2 separate regions of the Mus musculus genome follow, and region 1 is linked to region 2. Evidence: chromatin contacts called from public Micro-C data. All regions are on one chromosome and are shown on one strand. Each heading gives the region's core, a stretch centred on a gene start, on an enhancer-like site or on the middle of the called end of the contact. The rest is flanking DNA. Distances are from core to core; before and after follow the strand shown. Region 1 holds the start of Dcun1d4 (DCN1, defective in cullin neddylation 1, domain containing 4 (S. cerevisiae)). Region 2 holds the start of Gsx2 (GS homeobox 2).

Region 1 (3,194 bases), core at 136-2,635, 1.6 Mb after region 2:
GTAGCTTCTCGCACGCGCGTTGCTATGCCTCCAAAGCGGCCCTCCGTACAAGGTAACAGGTCTTGACGCATCAGCCTCTACACCTGATGGCCAGAAATTAGAGAACTGCGTCACACACTGCCAAACCTACGGACCGCCGGGGACCCCGACAACCTCTTACGCCAATTCCTCCACCCCGCTTCCAGGACCCCTGCGGGTCGAGTCAGCTCGCAGACAGCGGCCTCCCGGTCCTGTAACCCCAGCCCGCGCTGACCTCGCTCCCCGTTGCTCGCCGAACGCGGAGGCTACTGCCAGCCTCGGGACACCTCCCGGGTACCCGGCCCCGCCCCCTCTCCTCAGTGCACCCCGAGGCTCAATGGTGGTCCCCTCCTAGGCTGGAACCGGGCCTCTCCAGGGAGGAGGCGCCTCCCCCAATGGACAGTCCAACGCTCCCCACCCCGCCCCAAGAGCACCGTACCCGAAGATGACAGCCCTCCCAGTCCCCGCTTCTCCCCACCTACTCTTCCTCCTAACTCACTCCGCACACCCTCCCCGACCCCTGTCCCAGCCCCCAAACTGCACAGCAGTCCTATCCGCCATCCACTCCTCCGGGGACCGCCTGTCCCAACACCTGCCCCCCAAGCCCTCTCCCCACTCCCGACCGCCGTCCCGCACACCGGACTCCACAACTCTCCCATCCCACCGCGGCGTCTCCCACTCCATGGCCCCCGTTACATCACCCCCCATCCCCTCACCGGCCCGGCCGCTGCCCCAGCTCCCCACCCATTGTTCCCGCCCCCGCCCCCAGCCCTCCTTCCCATTGTCCCCGCCCCCTCTCCCCTCGCACTCCCCCGCCTTCCCCGGTAGACCGTACGGCTCGGGCCCCGCAAGCCTCACCCTGTACTCGGACCGCAGGCCCTCTCCCTGCCCGCTCGTACCACCCCCGACCCCAGCTGCCAGCGCCCGCCGCCGTCTCCACCTCCGTGCACCACCGACTCTCGGCCCCCGGCCTTCCAGAATGTCCCCCCTCCCCCAACCGCGGAAAGCCAGCCAGTCCCCACCCCCTCCCCGCCGCCCCTGCCCCCGCCCCAGCCGCCCGCAGCGTCACGGCCCTCGGACTCCAGGAGGGGTTCAACCCGCTCCCGGGCCAGGGACTCCAGCGCGATCGGAACCGGAGAAGTGGAGAAGGGAGCGCAGGAGCGGACGCGGTGTGCGGGCCCGCTGGCTCTGTGCTACTCACTGACAGCTGCAGCATCCGAGTGCATTTTCGGGCAGCTCACACCCGCCTGCCGCCCGGGCTCCCGCGCTCCACTCGCGGTCCCCCTACCGACTCCCCAAACCTTAGCTCGCAACAGAGGACCGCCGGCTTCTTCTCCGGCCCGCCCATCCCGCCCTTCTCATTGGCTAGACCCCAGCCGGGGGACCGCCCCTCTTCGGCTCTCATTTGACCGAAGAAGTGCTGGTTGCGCCGCCTGCAGCTGGCAAGGAGGCCCCGCCCCCTAGACTGCAACGTGATTGGCCCCGGCGTCTCGCCTCCGACCGCCCCTGGTGGAGGCCACTGTTCGGAGCCGCAGGTTGGACCCAACGGCTGTCAGTCATTCAGGGGTCCGAAAGCGCGTGGAGGGGCGAGACTGGGGAATTGGTCCACCTTGACCCTGAAGCCCCGCCCTGTGGCGGGCGGATCCTGGAGCGGGAGACCAACCGAGAGCCCAGCCGAGAACCTGGGTTAAGCATCCGAAACAAAGCAGCCTGAGGGACCTAGAGCCAAGCTCCAGCCCACAGGGACTGGTGTTCCCTGGGAGGCCATCGGCCAGATCCCGCTACTGCCCGCGCCCGGGTCCCGCCGGTTCTCCTCAATCGTTTCCCATTGCGGAAAATTAGAAGAAGAAAAATATCTCCGCTTTCCTCCCCTTTATGCCACAACCTTTCTGTCCTCAACTTTGGAAATGCGCCTCTTTTTCAGAGTCAATTATTCAGAGTCATGCGTTACTTGCGCCAAAGGTTTCGAATGCTTCAGGCATTGAACGTCAGACACCTCTGCGGTCCCCAGACAGCGAGAGAAAAACCTAGTGCCACATTAGGCTCTGGGGTCAGCCTGACACCAAGATAAGCCAGGTCCCCTGACTATAAAAGTCTAAGAAACATAAGTCGAACCTGGCCAAACCGCTGTTTAGCAGAGGGAAGCGTTAATGGGGTTGTGATTGTTAAGTGTCCTAAATACTGCTTTTGTTGTTTCTTGGAGTTTTTCAGTACTTGAAAACCAGTTCTCCACAATCACAGGTAATGCAATAACGCTGAGATGTGCGAGGGTGGGCGCCCCGCCCCCACCGCAAACACACACTCCATGTCCAAACCTCGCTTGCCCCAACCACAGCCTGGACAGCCTGTAGATTCCGCCACACGCACTGGATGATATGACCAAAGATAACAAAGGGGTCCTGCGTTAGGATTCTGAATTCTACAGCCCAGGCTCTTGAGTTGTAGAGTTCTGAAATCCGGACAAATGTTACAAGCGCAAAACAGCTTACAGTCCTTGTTATCTACATCACTGTGTTTGTTACTGTGATATGTTCCATCTCATCGCCCTCTATTTCTCTGTAATTAAATTGAATCCCAATAACGCAATCTTTCATATTTGTCATTCAAATGCATATGATTCACTTCATCAAATTGCAAAATATCAGAATTGCATCTGAAGACAAGAACTCTTCATAGAGCATTCTTTTGGGTCTCCTTAACAGGACAGAGTCTTAGCCAAGTCTCATAAACAAAGGAAGGTACTTGTAGGCTCCTGGGTTGGGAGCTTCTATATTTTTTTAAGTGCTTATTCTGGGCAAAGTCTTTTTGTGTTCATTATTCTGTTCCTGATTTCAGCCTAATATAGTAAGAACTACAGTTTATTCGTGTTTCTGAGACTTTCTTATGTATAATATTTGTTGTGTTTGAGTTTTGTTTCCCATATTATTTTGCACAGAAAAGAGGTTTACTTCTTGGTACTTGTAAATTAAAATAAGCCCGTGATTTATATTAGTTATTAATCTGCTATATTGATTTATCTGCAGCAAACTTTATGGTTGTGAGACTATTAAACCTAAAGGACCTGCTGCCAGTTCGCTTTCTCCCTGCTCTCAGCACTTCCTTGACACATAGTATCCAGGAAAAATAAATAAATAAATAAACAGAATTCTAACCTATGCTGGTTCTCAGCTGTTTCC
Region 2 (3,085 bases), core at 513-3,012:
GATGGGGAGGAGGAGGGCAGGGTACCGGGAGCAGGTAGCAGAAGGAGCCTCTGCCTTTACAAGGGGGAAATCTCCTTGTCTTCGTTAGCCGAGGCAGGGGACAAGGAGTCCTCGTCCTCGGAGCGCGCATAATGCGCCTGGCTACCCACGCACTTGCAGCTTGTGTGATTGTTCCTCGAAGCGCCTTTCCCCTCCTTCTTGTGCTTCACGCGACGGTTCTGAAACCAGATTTTCACCTGCTTCTCTGACAGGTTTAGGTATGTCGCGATCTCGATTCTCCGGAGTCGGGACAGGTACATATTGGAAGAGAATTCTCGCTCCAGCTCCAGGAGCTGCGTGCTGGTAAACGCTGTCCTCATCCTTTTGCCATTGGGTACCTGGCTGGTATCGGAGCCTCCTGTGGACCCAAAAGAGAGCAGAGAGGTGATGAACCGCAGAAAAAAAAAAGTGACCCCACTCTACTTGACAACCCTTGGAAAGAACGCGGCTCCAGAACCCAGTCTAACCCAACACATCCATGTTTGTCCCTGGTCTGTCTGGGAGTGTAAGAAAGACAGACGTTCATGAGAATTAAGGCCTTTAATGTCCTGGATTTTAAGTTAAAGGACTCCAGTGGAACTTGCACCTACTGCCTTCTCCTTCCCCTTGTCTGTCTTCCATTGGCCTAGCAAAGCTAACCAGCTAGCAGCCTCGGCCAAAGGCACAGACAGCCTTTAACCAACAGGGAAGCTAAGATGCCACACTGAGGTCCAAACGCATCCACCCCAAATCTCAGTCAGTTTAACCTCCTATTTCTCTGAAGTCTTGATCCAGGTCTCCAAAGCCCAGATAACAGGCGACACTTGTGCACCTGTAGAGCTAAGGGCACAAGGCCTCGCCAAGAAGTTGACTCCTTAACTTCCACCTCCGTGGAATTTCTAGGGGAAGATCTCAACAGTTCCACAGAAGATCCCACCTTACTCCCACCTCCTTCCCTGGTGGCGCAAAGTTTGTTTCCCCGGAGGCACGCAGGTACCCCGCCCTACCCATGGAGAGGCAGTGGAATCTCCGTGGGTCCGACATGTTGTAGGTAGTGGCGGCGCAGACAGGTGCGTGGTGCTGCGGGTGTCCCAGAGCCGCCGCTGCCGCAGCTGCCGCCGCCGCCGCCGCGGCCGCCGCTGCAGCCGAGCCGGGCTGCTGGGGCTGGTGATGGTGATGATGATGCTGTGGTGGGTGGTGGTGATGGTGTGCGTGGCTCACCCGTGGGCAAAACTGCGCGTCCCCAGGAGCGGGAGAGAACTGGCTTTTGAGCAAAGGTAGAGCGCCGGTGCCTCCAGCCACCCCGCCGCCCGCCACTGCAGCCCCCGCGGTCCCCGTAGCTCCGCCACCAGCTCCTGCGGGCGGGCGAGAGGAGTGCAGGTGCGAGGTGACGCAAAGCGGGCACACGCAGAAAGCGCCGCTTTTGCGGGACGGACAGCCAGGCCCGGACACTGACATCACCAACGGGGACGGCATGCCCAGCGGGATGAAGAAATCCGGCCCTGGGTGCGATTCCGGCAGCGAGGGTGCGGGCCGTGAGGAGTCCTTGATGATGAGTGAGTCCACGTAGAAGGAGCGCGACATGTCGATGGATGGCTTGTCCTGCGGGCTGCTGAGTCCCCTTCTCTCCTTCTGCTATCTGAGCACTGTCCGGAAAGCTGGGCGCACGCGGGCGGTCAAGTCCTTGGGGATGCTGAGGTGTCTGGGACTCGAACAAAGGGGTCCCTGGAGAGGGTTGGTCCTCACGTCCCCCGCCCGGAGCCCCGGCTCCAGGATTTTATAGCCCCCACCGCGGCACGTGATGCTGCGGAGTACCGCTCAGCTCAGACTCCTCGGCAGCTCCCCACCCTCGGGATAGGCTGCCCGAGTCACAACAGAAGCGGAGGGGTGGGGGTGGGGGGAGGCAGGGAAGAACGAGGGGGAGAGGGAGACTTCGCTAAGTGTAGGGTCTGTTAATTTTGCTAGGGATCGACCTCCTCTCCCTCCATCACTCTCAGCGGAAAATCTCAGCGATCCAGTTTCTGCCTACCTTCCTCCCTCGCTTGGGCCTCTGTCCAACGCTTCACAGTGACACACTGCAGAGAGCACCAGGTGGGGACCTCCAAGCCATTTAAACTGAGATAACCAATGCATTTAAGCTCCTAGGAGCCAACCCTAGCTGCGCAGTAAAGCTTGAGACTTCTGCTCTGGACCAGCGTATGTGGCCTTGTAGTGGAGGTCGGCCGGTCTAACGCTCACCACATTCATATCTGCCCTTGCTCCCCAGCTTTTCGATTTGGCCAAGGTCTGGCGGGTAACAACCCAGCTTAGAAACCAAGCACTCCAGGCTACATCAATTCTCAAATGTCCTTGTATTCTCTTGAGGTCACTCAGACCACTAATCCTTCCTTGTGCATCTTTCTAACCAGCAGCTCTGCCTTCTGCAAAGAGTCAATCCTTTCTTATTTCAAGCAGTTACATAGTTTCCAAGCCCAACCTCCGCTAAACTTCACCAGGAACATTTTGCAGAGACTGGGGTAGCAGCTGGAGGAGGCCCTTGCGGTCCCTTGGTCTAAGTGATCTCCTGCTAACACCACCCCACCCTTCTCAATAGATGCTTATTGCATCCTTGCTTATTCCGCCATTCAGCTAGTGGTGGAATCCTGCCTGTACCTAAGGAGCAGTTTAGTAGCAGACCTCCATTTGGTGGCTCAGAAAGACTTGTGCACCTACCTGCTAGGTGGCTGCCATCTAGATGTCTTTGGGAGAAAGTCAAGGCCACAGAGGTGACAGCAATTTCTCCCCTGTCCTTTTACCAAAATGGCTAACTTCAAGTGTGAGTTTACAACAGTGACAGTTAACTTGAAGATCAAGGGCAGGGAACAGCAGTTGGAGGCTCAGGGTTCTGTGTCTGTCCTGTCTTTCTTTCCCCTTTCCATCTCTGTGACCACCCCTCTCTTGCCTGCTGGAAGTGTATAATTGGGTTGTAGGGATGCCCCACTCTAGGGAGCCCAGGATTTATGGATGGCAATTAAAGTTTTATGAATTGCAGCTGAGGCTGGTTATTGAGCTATTTGAATGTGATTAG

The links. Hi-C and Micro-C count contacts between places; a contact is called where the count stands out from the background.
Region 1: a Micro-C map of embryonic stem cells shows a contact between it and region 2, with 3 times the contacts expected there. The contact joins the promoter of Dcun1d4 here to the promoter of Gsx2 in region 2. A contact is called at or near these places in 2 of 39 promoter capture datasets (frontonasal cranial neural crest and hippocampal neurons), 2 of 484 Hi-C or Micro-C datasets (both in embryonic stem cells), 2 of 115 datasets of contacts at active chromatin or transcription factors (astrocytes and epiblast stem cells) and 2 of 9 other capture datasets (embryonic stem cells and liver).

The regions. Positions count from the first base shown.
Region 1 is chr5:73,489,217-73,492,410 of GRCm38.p6, reverse strand. It overlaps Dcun1d4 (DCN1, defective in cullin neddylation 1, domain containing 4 (S. cerevisiae)), which reads right to left and starts at 1,385. Exons shown (of 11, transcript NM_178896.5): 1 at 1,220-1,385. The coding sequence starts at 1,244.
Region 2 is chr5:75,074,278-75,077,362 of GRCm38.p6, reverse strand. Gsx2 (GS homeobox 2) reads right to left here and starts at 1,762. Exons shown (of 2, transcript NM_133256.2): 1 at 1,026-1,762; 2 at 1-397. The coding sequence starts at 1,602. The coding sequence ends at 57.